3 separate regions of the Mus musculus genome follow, and regions 1 and 3 are each linked to region 2. The links are chromatin contacts, called in public HiChIP or PLAC-seq and Micro-C maps. All regions are on one chromosome and are shown on one strand. Each heading gives the region's core, a stretch centred on a gene start, on an enhancer-like site or on the middle of the called end of the contact. The rest is flanking DNA. Distances are from core to core; before and after follow the strand shown.

The links. A called contact is a pair of places that touch in the nucleus more often than the background predicts. HiChIP or PLAC-seq counts read pairs in DNA pulled down with a chosen protein or histone mark.
Region 1: a contact with region 2 is called in a Micro-C map of palatal mesenchyme, with 4 times the contacts expected there. The contact joins two enhancer-like sites. A contact is called at or near these places in 49 of 484 Hi-C or Micro-C datasets (the AML12 cell line, B cells, the C2C12 cell line and 31 more), 3 of 115 datasets of contacts at active chromatin or transcription factors (cardiomyocytes, fetal liver hematopoietic progenitor cells and large pre-B cells) and 1 of 9 other capture datasets (adipose tissue).
Region 3: a contact with region 2 is called in an H3K4me3 HiChIP or PLAC-seq map of fetal liver, with 3 times the contacts expected there. The contact joins the promoter of Psmd10 here to the enhancer-like site in region 2. A contact is called at or near these places in 12 of 39 promoter capture datasets (the 3T3-L1 cell line, 3T3-L1-derived adipocytes, the C10 cell line and 5 more), 2 of 15 datasets of contacts at CTCF or cohesin (CD8 T cells and pro-B cells), 10 of 484 Hi-C or Micro-C datasets (the C2C12 cell line, the HPC-7 cell line, bone marrow-derived macrophages and 6 more), 10 of 115 datasets of contacts at active chromatin or transcription factors (the 230-238 cell line, CD8 T cells, bone marrow-derived dendritic cells and 6 more) and 4 of 9 other capture datasets (adipose tissue, liver, macrophages and 1 more).

Annotation. Positions count from the first base shown.
Region 1 is chrX:140,995,533-140,999,078 of GRCm38.p6, reverse strand. It overlaps Atg4a (autophagy related 4A, cysteine peptidase), which reads right to left. Exons shown (of 13, transcript NM_174875.5): 9 at 3,438-3,516. Among named protein-coding and RNA genes, the nearest start is that of Atg4a, 40 kb to the right of the region's middle. Within about 2 kb of position 1,683, at least 39 of the 459 cell types and tissues checked have an H3K27ac peak or open chromatin away from gene starts, as enhancers often do. A contact at or near this core is called in CD8 T cells, Th2 cells, palatal mesenchyme and 1 more, where this site is marked.
Region 2 is chrX:141,149,602-141,152,964 of GRCm38.p6, reverse strand. The region is part of intron 9 of Atg4a (autophagy related 4A, cysteine peptidase); the gene reads right to left. Among named protein-coding and RNA genes, the nearest start is that of Gm39539, 32 kb to the left of the region's middle. Within about 2 kb of position 2,099, at least 44 of the 459 cell types and tissues checked have an H3K27ac peak or open chromatin away from gene starts, as enhancers often do. A contact at or near this core is called in CD8 T cells, Th2 cells, fetal liver and 3 more, where this site is marked.
Region 3 is chrX:140,955,374-140,958,792 of GRCm38.p6, reverse strand. It overlaps Psmd10 (proteasome (prosome, macropain) 26S subunit, non-ATPase, 10), which reads left to right and starts at 2,082. Exons shown (of 5, transcript NM_016883.4): 1 at 2,082-2,239. The coding sequence starts at 2,126. It overlaps Atg4a (autophagy related 4A, cysteine peptidase), which reads right to left and starts at 1,886. Exons shown (of 13, transcript NM_174875.5): 1 at 1,822-1,886. The coding sequence starts at 1,831.

The sequences.
Region 1 (3,546 bases), core at 434-2,933, 150 kb after region 2:
TGTCTCTAACTGTGCCACTGCACCTCTGCCCCTGCCCTTCTGCCTCTGTCTCTGTCCCCCTGCATCTGCCCTCTGCCTCTGTCATTGTCCTCTGCCCCTCTGGCTCTCTGCCCCTCTGCATCTGCCCCTCTCCCTCTTTCCTCTGCCCCTCTGCCTCTACCTTTCTCTCAACCTCTGCCTCTGTTCTCTGCCCCTCTGCCTCTGATGCCTGCCTCTGCTCCTCTGCCTCCATTTCTGCCCATATGACCCTCTGCCTCTGACCTCTGCAGCTCAGCTTCTGCCCCTCTGCCCTTCCCCATATGCCTCTGCCCCTCTGCCTCTGCCAATCTGCCCCTGCCTGTCTGCCTATGTCTCTAACTATGCCACTGCACCTCTGCCCCTGCCCTTCTGCATTTGTCTCTGCCCCCTGCCTCTGGCCCTCTGCCTCTGTCATTGTCCTCTGCCCCTCTGTCTCTCTGCCTCTGTCCCTGCCCCGCTGACTCTGTCATTGTCCTCTGCCCCTCTGTCTCTCTGCCTCTGCCCCTCTGCCTCTGCCCCTCTCCCTCTTCCCTCTGCCCCTCTGCCTCTGTCTTTCTCTCTCAGCCTCTGTTCTCTACCCCTCTGCCCCTCTTCCCCTCTTTCCCTCTGCCCCTCTGCCCCTCTGCCCCTCTGCCCCTCTGTCCCTGCCTGTTTGCCTCTGACCTACTGCCTATGGCAATGTCCTCTGCCCCTCTGTCTCTGTCCCTCTGCCTCAGCCTCTCTGGCCCTCTGCTCAGGCCTGTCTGCCTCCGCCCCTCTGCCTCTGCCTCTGCCTCTGCCTCTGCCTCTGCCTCTGCCTCTGCCTCTGCCTCTGCATCTGCAACTGCCCCTCTGCCCCTGCCTGTTTGCCTCTACCACTCTGCCTCTGCCTCTGCCCCTCTGTTTCTGCCCCACTCCTCTACTTCTCTGCCTATGCCTCTCTGCCACTGCCACTCTGCTTCTGACTGTGCCCCTCTAAACCTCTCCATTAGTCTCTGCCCCACTGCCTCTGCCCCTCTGCCTCTGTCTCTGTCCTCTACCCCTCTGCCTCTGATGCCTGCCTCTGCTCCCCTGCCTCTGTTTCTGCTCATATGCCCCTCTGCCTCTGACCTCTTCAGCTCAGCTTCTGTCCATCTGCCTCTGCCCCTCTGCCTCTGACCATCTGCCCCTGCCTCTGCCTATGTCACTAACTGTGCCACTGCACCTTTGCCCCTGCCCTTATGCCTCTTCTCTGCCCCCTTCCTCTGCCCCTAGGCTTTGTCATTGTCCTCTGCCCCTCTGTCTCTCTGCCTCTGCCCCTGCCCCTCTGCCTCTGCCCCTCTGCCTCTGTCTCTGTCCTCTGCCCCTCTGTCTCTCTGCCTCTGTCCCTGCCCCACTGACTCTGTCATTGTCCTCTGCCCCTCTGTCTCTCTGCCTCTGCCCCTCTGCCTCTGCATCTCCCCCTCTCCCTCTTCCCTCTGCCCCTCTGCCTTTCTCTCTCAGCCTCTGTTCTCTGCCCCTCTTCCCCTCTGCCCTTCTACCCCTCTGCCCCTGCCTGTTTGCCTCTGCCCCATTGCCCATGGCTCTGTCCTCTGCCCCTCTGCCTCTGCCCCTCTGCCTCTCTACCTCTGCCTCAGCCTCTCTGGCCCTCTGCTGAGGTTGTCTGCCTGTGCCCCTCTACCTCTGCCTCTGCCTCTGCCCCTCTGTATCTGCCCCACTCCTCTACTCCTCTGCCTATGCCTCTCTGCCTCTGCCCCTCTGCTTCTGACTCTGCCCCTCTGAACCTCTCCATCTGTCTCTGCCCCACTGCCTCTGCCACTCTGCCTCTGTCTCTGTCCTCTGCCCCTCTGCCTATGATGCCTGCCTCTGCTCCTCTGCCTCTGTTTCTGCCCATATGGCCCTCTGCCTCTGACCTCTTCAACTCAGCTTCTGCCCCTCTGTCCCTCCCCATCTGCCTCTGCCCCTCTGCTTCTGCTCATCTGCCCCTGCCTGTCTGCTTATGTCTCTAACTGTGCCACTGCACCTCTGCCCCTGCCCTTCTGCCTCTGTCTCTGCCCCTCTGCCTCTGCCCCTCTGCCTCTGTCACTGTCCTCTGCCCCTCGCTCTCTCTGCCTCTGCCCCTCTCCCTCTGTCATTGTCCTATGTCCCTCTGTCTCTCTGCCTCTGCTGCCCCTCTGCCTCTGCATCTGCCCCTCTCCCTCTTCCCTCTGCCCCTCTACCTCTGCCTTTTTCTCTCAGCCTCTACCTCTGTTCTCTGCCCCTCTGCCTCTTGGAATCTTCCCCTCTGCCTCTTCCTCTCTGCCTCTGCCTCTCTGCCTCTGTCTCTCTGCCTCTGTCTCTAACTTTGCCTTTTCCCCTCTGCCCCTGCCCATCTGCCTTTTACTCAGCCTTTCTGCCTCTACCCCATTGCCTCTGCCATTGTCCTCTGCCTCTGCTTCTGCCTCTGCCTCTGCCCCTCTGCCTCTGCCTCTCTCCTTCTGCCTCTTCCTCTGTCCTCTGCCCCCTGCCCTTCTTCCCCTCTGCCTCTCTGCCTCTGTCTCTGCCCATCTGCCTCTACACCTCTATCTCTGCCATTTTTCTCTGCCCCTGTGCCCCTGCCTCTCTGCCTCTTGGCCTCTGCCTCTCAGCCTCTGACCTTTGGCCTTTGCCTCTGCCCCTCTTCCTCTGCCCCTCTGCCTCTCCTCTGCCCCTCTGCCCCTCTGATTCTGCTCCTCTGCCTCTGCCCCTCTGCCCCTCTGCCCTCTGCTTCTGCCCCTCTGCCTCTGCATCCCTTTTGTTGGGATTAAAAGAGTGCTATACCACAAACAATTTTAGAGGTTTGTAGTTTAATGTCTTAGTCGCACTTTTGGGAAAGGCACAACTCTGCTTTGTATCTTCTACTTCCTGCCTCTTCATGACTTGAAATAATGAGATAGCTAGTTTATTAGTATTGACCTGAGAAACCAGTGGATGCTCCTGAACTTCTGCCTCTGCCCCTCTGCCCCTGCCTGTCTGCCTCTGTCTCTGCCTGTCTGTCTCTGCCCCTCTGCCTCTCTGCCTCTGCCTCTGTCTTTTGCTACTCTGCCTCTGTCTCTGCCCCTCTGCCTCTGCTCCTCTGCTTCTGCCCCTCTGCCTTCAATAAGAAGGATATCAGCAAAGCCAAAATACAGAAACCCCTCTGTCCTCCGACCCCCATGCAAAAAGAACCATTCTGGGGCAATAACCTTGTGTCCAACCAGTCGGAAAGATCAAAACTATCCTACCAAAGGCAGAAGCAGATGTATTAATGGGGACCTGGTGTTCAGCAAGCACAAGGAAAGAAGAATCACTCTGTATAGATCAGTTTGGAGACAGAAGGAGCTTACCACATTTTCCCTAAACTTAAGCAATGCCCACACACCAGAACCTATATCCCAGGAACATTTTTGTCCCACACCCTTCCCTGGCCCATGACAACTTACTTGCAGTTCATTCTTTCTTACCTAAGAATCCTATGAAATAATAGGCGTTATTTGGCTTTCCTCCTAAAGCCCCTAAAGACTGTGGCATCTTAAAACACTCCTAAAGGGAAAGAGAATGCAAGATTCTCAA
Region 2 (3,363 bases), core at 850-3,349:
CCTCGGCCCCTCTGCCTCTGCCCCTCTGACTTTGCTGCTGTCTTCCGACCCTCTGCCACTGTGCCCCTGCCCATCTACCTCTGGCCCTCTGCCACTGTCTCTCTCTTCAGCTCTTCGGCCTCTGTCCCTCTGCCTCTCTTGCCCTCTGCCTCTACCTCTGCCACTCTACCTCTGATCTTTGCCCCCTCTGCCTCTGTCCCTCAGACTTTGTCTCTGTCCACTGCGCCTCTGCCTCTGCACTTCTGCACCTCTGACTCTCTGCCCTTCTGCCTCTGACCTCTTCACCTCTACTTCTGCTACTCAACCTCTGCCCCTGCCCAACTGCCTCTGCCCCTCTGCCTCTCTCTCTCTGACCTCTGGCCCTCTGCCTCTGCCCCTTTGCCTCTGCCTCTGACTCTGTCATCTGCCCTCAACCTCTGCCCCTCTGCTTCTGACTCTGTCATCTGCCCCTGTGCTTCTGCCCTTTTGCCTCTGCATCTGTCCTCTGCCCCTCTGCCTCTTCCACACTGCCCCTTCCTCTGCCACTCTGCCTCTGCTTCTGTCCCTCAGCCTATGTCTCTGTCCTCTGCCCCTCTACCTCTGCCCCTCTGCCTCTGCCCCTCTGTGTCTGTATCTGCCCCTCTGCCCCTTCATGTCTCCCTATACCCCTCTGCCTCTGTCTCTGTCTTCTGCTCCTCTGCCTCTCAGACTCTGCCCAAAGGCTTCTACCCCTCTGCCTCTGTCTCTGCCTCTCTGCCCTTCTGCCTCTGACCTCTGCACCACTACTTCTGCTACTCAGCCTCTACCCCTGCCCATCTGCCTCTGTCCCTCTGCCTCTCTACCTTTTCCTCAGCCTCTCTGCCCCTCTGCCCAGGCCTGTCTTCTCTGCCCCTCTACCTCTGCCTCAGCCCTTTTGCCTTTGCCTCTGCCCCTAAGCCTCTGCCTCTCAGCTTCTGCCCCTCTGCCTCTGCCTCTGCCTCTGATTCTCTGACTCTGCCCCTATGCCTCTGTCCCTCTCTCTGCCCCTCTGCCCCTCTGCCTCTCAGCCCATCTGCCCCTGCCCATCTGCCTCTGTCTCAGCTTGTCTGCCTTCTCTGGCCCTCTGCCTCTGCCTCTGCCCCATTTGCCAATTTCCTCTGCCCTTCTGCCACGGTTTCTGCCCGTATGTCCTTCTGACCTCTGCATCTCAGCTTCTGCCCCTCCGCCTCTGAATTTCTGCCCCTCTGCCACTTCCCTTCTGCCCCTCTGGCCCTCCCCATCTAACTCTGCCCTCTGCCTGTATGCCTCTGCCCAACTGCCCCTGCCTGTCTGCCTCTGCCCCTCTGCCTCTGCCCCTGCCCCTCCGTGTCTGCCCATTTGCCCCTGCCTGTCTGCCTATGTCTCTACCTGTGGCATTGTACCTCTGCCCCTACCATCTGCCTCTGTCTCTGTCCCTATGCCTCTGCCCCTCTGCCTCTGCCAAAGTCCTCTGCCCCTCTGCCTCTCTGCCTCTTCCTCTGCCTCTGCCCCACTGCCTCTGTATCTGCCTCTCTGCCCCTGCATTTCTCCCTGTACACCTCTGCCTCTGTCTCTGTCTTCTGCCCCTCTGCCTCTGCCCATCTGCCCCTGCCTGTCTGCCTCTGTCTCTAACTGTGCCACTGCACCTCTGCCCCTACCATCTGCCTCTGTCTCTGTCCCTCTGCCTCTGCCATTATCCTCTGCCATTGTCCTCTGCCCATCTGCCTCTCTGCCTCTTCTTCTGCCTCTAGCCCACTGCTTCTGAATCTTCCCCTCTGCCCCTGCATGTCTCCCTGTACCCCTCTGCCTCTGTCTCTGTTTTCTACTCCTCTGACTCACAGATTCTGCCCCTAAGCCTCTACCCCTCTGCCTCTGTCTCTGCCTCTCTGCCCCTCTGCCCTTCTGCCTCTGACCTCTGCTTCTGATACTCAGCCTGTGCCCCTGCCTGTCTGTCTCTGCCCCTCTGCCTCTCAACCTCTTCCTCTGCCTCTCTGCCCCTCTGTCCAAGCATGTCTTCTCTGCCCCCCCTGCCTCTGCCTCTGGCCAATTTGCCACTATCCTCTGCCCCTCTGCCTCTGTCTCTGCCCTTATGCCCTTCTGCTTCTGACCTCTGCACCTCAGCTTCTGCCCCTTTGCCTCTGCCCTTCTGTGCCTCTGCCTCTGCCCTTCTGCCCTTCTGCCCCTCTGCCCCTCCCCATCTGCCTCTTCCCCTTGCCCCTCTGCCTCTGCCAATCTGCGCCTGCCTGTCTGTCTCTGTCTCTAACTGTGGCATTGCACCTCTGCCCCTACCATCTGTCTCTGCCTCTGCCTCTGTCCTTCTGCCTCTGCCCCTCTGCCTCTGCCATTGTCCTCTGCCCCTCTGACTCTCTGCCTCTTCCTGTGCCTCTGTATCTACCCCTCTGTTCAGGCACATCTGCCTGTACCCCTCTGCCTCTGTCTCTGTCTTTTGCTCCTCTGCCTCTGCCTCTCAGACTCTGCCCCTAAGCCTCTACCCCTCTGCCTCTATCTCTGCCTCTCTGACCTTCTGGCTCTGACCTCTGCACCTCTGCTTCTGATACTCAGCCTCTGCCCCTGCCCCTCTGCCTCTGCCCCTCTGCCTCTCTACCTCTTCCTCTGCCTATCTGCCCCTCTACCCAGGCCTGTTTTCTCTGCCTCAATTGCCACTGTTCAATGCCCCACTGCTTCTGCCCCTCTACCTCTGTCTCTGTCCGTATGCCCTTCTGATTCTTATCTCTGCACCTCAGCTTCTGCCCCTCTGCCTCTGACCTTCTGCCCCTGCCTGTCTGCCTCTGGCCCTCTGTTTCTGCCTCTGCCCCTCTACCTATGCCAATCTGCCCCTGCCTGTCTGCCTCTGCCTCTGCCTCTGCACATCGGCCACTGCCTTTCTGCCTCTGTCCCTAACTATGGCATTGCACCTCTGCCCCTACCATCTACCTCTGTCTCTGCCCCTCTGCCTCTGCCATTGTCCTCTGCCCCTCTGCCTCTCTACCTCTTCCTCTCTGGCCCTCTGCCCAGGCCTGTCTTCTCTGCACCTCTGCCTCTGCCTCTTCCCCATTTGCCACTGTCTTCTGTCCCCTGCCTCTGCCCCTCTGCCTCTGTCTCTGCCCTTATGTCCTTCTGCTTCTGACCTCTGCACCGCAGCTTCTGCCCCTCTGCCTCTGCCCTTCTGCCCTTCCCCATCTGCCTCTGCCCCTCTGCCTCTGCACCTCTGCCTCTGTCTCTGCCTCTCTGGCCTTCTGCTTCTAATCTCTGCACTTCTGCTTCTGCTACTCAGCCTCTGCCCTGCCCCTCTGCCTCTGCCTCTCTGCCTCTCTGCCTCTGCCCCTCTGTCCCTGCCCATCTGTGTTTGTCTCTGCTTGTCTGCCTCTGCCTCTACCCCTCCTCCTC
Region 3 (3,419 bases), core at 833-3,332, 190 kb after region 2:
TGGGTAGAAAATATGTGGGAATTCTGTACTATCTTTGGAACATTTGTTTTGAAACAGGGGCTTGCTAGATGTACCCCTGGCTCTCCTAGAACTTGCTGTGTAGACCAGGCTGGCCTCAAACTCAAAGATCTGCTGCCTCTGCTTCCCAAGAACTAGGGTTAAAGGTGTGAGTCACTGCACTGGACTTTGCAATTTTTCTATAAATCTAAAACCTTTATGGAAAAATTATTACATTGATTTAAATCAAAATCAGAATTTATGGCTTTCCAGATGGTTCCATAAGTAAGCCCAATGTCCTGTGGTAAATCCCCAGGCCCAACATGCTTGAAGGAGAGAATCAACTCCCAATAGTGTTCTCTGACTTCCACACTCATGCCAGGCATCATGTATGTAAGTGTACACACACACACACACACACACACACACACACACACACGGAGGGAGGGAAGGAGGGAGGGAGGGAGGGAGGGAGAAGAGAGAAGAGGAAAGGAGAGGAGAGGAGAGGAGAGAAACCAACACTCTTAGAAGCTGAATCAGGTCACACACAATCAATAAGATGCAATAAAATAATTAGTATTTAAAAGAATATGTTCCTGGATTATCAATATTTGGACATAACTTACTGCATGAAAACATATTTTCAAAGAGTTTTCTAAAGATTAAAAAGAACATTTGGAATAAATTTTAATGATAGAAAATAGCAACTTTAAACATCAGCTAAGCAAACAGTACTTCCCTCAAAGAATTCCGTTCTCTTAGTATTTCTGTGTTAAAAATAAATTTCACTGGGGTCTGGAAAGATGGCTCAGGGTTTAAGAGCACTGGTTGCTCTTCCAGAAGACCTGAGTTCAATTCTCAGTACACACATGGCAACTCACACTGTCTAACTCAGATCTCAGAGGATCCAACATTCACACGGTGTACAGACACACATGCAGGCAGAAAACACACTCACACAAAATTTTAAAAAGCTAAAAGCATTATATAAACACATACTCCACTATTATTATATCCCGAATTTCATCAATTAACATTTGTCATAACTTGTGTTCTCGAGTTGGTTTTATCATCTGTCCTGCAAAGCTTAAAATAACTATGATCTGGCGTTATATAAAAAGTTTGCTAAGCCCTGTTCTATACCATAACAAAGGAGACAAACTTCATCAGTCACTTTAAAAAATATATCTTTAACATTTTTCTAATGTCTTTTTTGATATTTTCTATAAAAGATAAGCCTTGCATCTCTTCTGCTGCAGCACTATTTGGAAATTCACCTTTAAAAAAAAATCCACATTGTTAGCTTAGCAATCTAGCAAAGTCTCGATGGTAATTGCCATTACCATGTTATTAAAGTGACAACATCATATACCCTGATATCCCTAAGGTGACCGCTGTTACTCACTGAGGTCTCTTAGGTATCTAGTGGCTCCTATGGCATCACACCCTGTCTTTAGCATCATTCTGGCACATCACCTCTGTATGGTGTAATGTATAACCTGTGTTGTAGCAGAGCCTTACTCTGATGCCACTCCGGAGAAATGCCAGAGTAACTAGCCTGTGCTTCTTTCCACTCCTTAAACAGTGGTAGGGAGGGGGAGGGTAGCTACAGTCAATGGTTCAAGCTCAGAGGTAGTACTCTGCTCCAACTCTGTCCCTTCCGCCTGCCACTGCAAGTGAGGGCCCCGAGGGACAAGATCTGTAGGATCCCAGAACTCTCTTGCGCTGCTACAGTTTTCATTTCATGTGGCCAACTTACTGGCCCACCAAAGACCACCCACCCTAGCTTTTTCACACAGTACTACCAGAAGCCGCTCCCATTACCTGACTCCATTCTCCAGCTGTCATCCTGGGCCAATTCCACCGGCAACTTGACTACGGCTTTCTCTAAGGATTCTGGGACTTGTAGTTCCACTTTGCTAGGACCCGGAACTGAGTGACTTCCAAAGACGCCTCCAGGCCTGGATCTGCTTTCAAACTGCAACTCCCAGAAGCTCCAGGCTATGGGCGGGGCTACAAGGAAAACAAAGATCAGTGATTGGAGAATTTCTAGTACTTTGATTGGTCGCCGGAACAGGAAATGCGAGTGGGCGGGGCTTGAGTTTCACGGAGGTCTTGGGAAGGCGAAATGGAGGGGTGTGTGTCTAACATAATGATCTGTAACCTGGCCTACAGTGGGAAGCTGGATGAGTTGAAGGAGCGCATTTTGGCTGATAAATCTCTGGCTACTAGAACTGATCAGGTAAACCAGCCCGAGGGCTTGTCGCCTAGCAGCGGGTGTCAACGAAGCCCTACATGGCTTCCGGGTCCTAACTTGGTGTGAGGCCACTTCTGCGCTCCTCCCGCCCACTCCTCCCTCTAGTAGCCTTGGGTTAAAACACGACTCCTGGTCCAACTGTAACCCCTCAGAGACTTTGGGACAGGGTGGGGAGGGGAAGCTAAGCTTGCTGAATTTCATATATTTCTAGAACACCCACCGCTTTTCTCAGAAATTTCCAGAGTTAAGAGACAGCGCGATGGAGATCTGTGAAAAAAGCTTGTTAGGTGGATTTTTCTTTAGTTGTAATCCCAGTCAGTGGCCCACGAGTAACCAAATGCCCTTTGTGTGTATGTCAGGAAGTTTGAGAGGAGCTGGGAATTTCAGTCAAGTCGGAAAAAAACAGGCATAAATGAAATAACGGTACATGTCTTATTACATATTTTAAATCCCCCAGAAAGAAGTTTACATCATTTCAGAACATAGAAGGAGAAGACATGATAGGAATAGTTGGGAAGGGCTTTGTATAGAAGGGGAGGTGATTTACACTGTGAAGAAAGAATGGGGTTCCATGTGGGGCGAGTGAACTGTGGCAAACAAAAGAGAATGGACATTGGGAAGTATTTCTGTTCAGATCAACTAAGTCTCAGGTTTTTATTGTGACTTTCCAAATCATAGGTTGCCTTCTGTGTTGAGAGGCAAGTGTTAAACATTAGTAAGACAGTACATCATACTTCAGAACTTCCATGTTGTCTCTTTTAGAAGAGAAATCGGAGAGACTGCTTTTTTTTGTCCTGGAATTTTCCTTTATTACTCAACAGTAGAATTCCCCTATGTTCACCGCGTTTGCTTTTGTGATGGTCTGGTGATGTGGTTTAAATTTAATAACGTGTATTAAGACTTAATCCACTAAAAATAAGGAGTCAGTGACATAAAAGAGACTGCTAATCAGGATTAAGAAGTTAAATACAACAACCAAATGCAATTAATTTATAGACTTTATTTGCATCCAGATGTAAACCACCTGGAAATGGGCTTATAGGAGACTATTGGTTTTAAGTGGGATAATTTTTTTTACTTTATGTAAATTTTTTGTTGTTATTTAAGATATGATCTCCCTATGTAATCCAGGCTGTCCTTCCAATGAAGATCCTCCTGTCCAGCC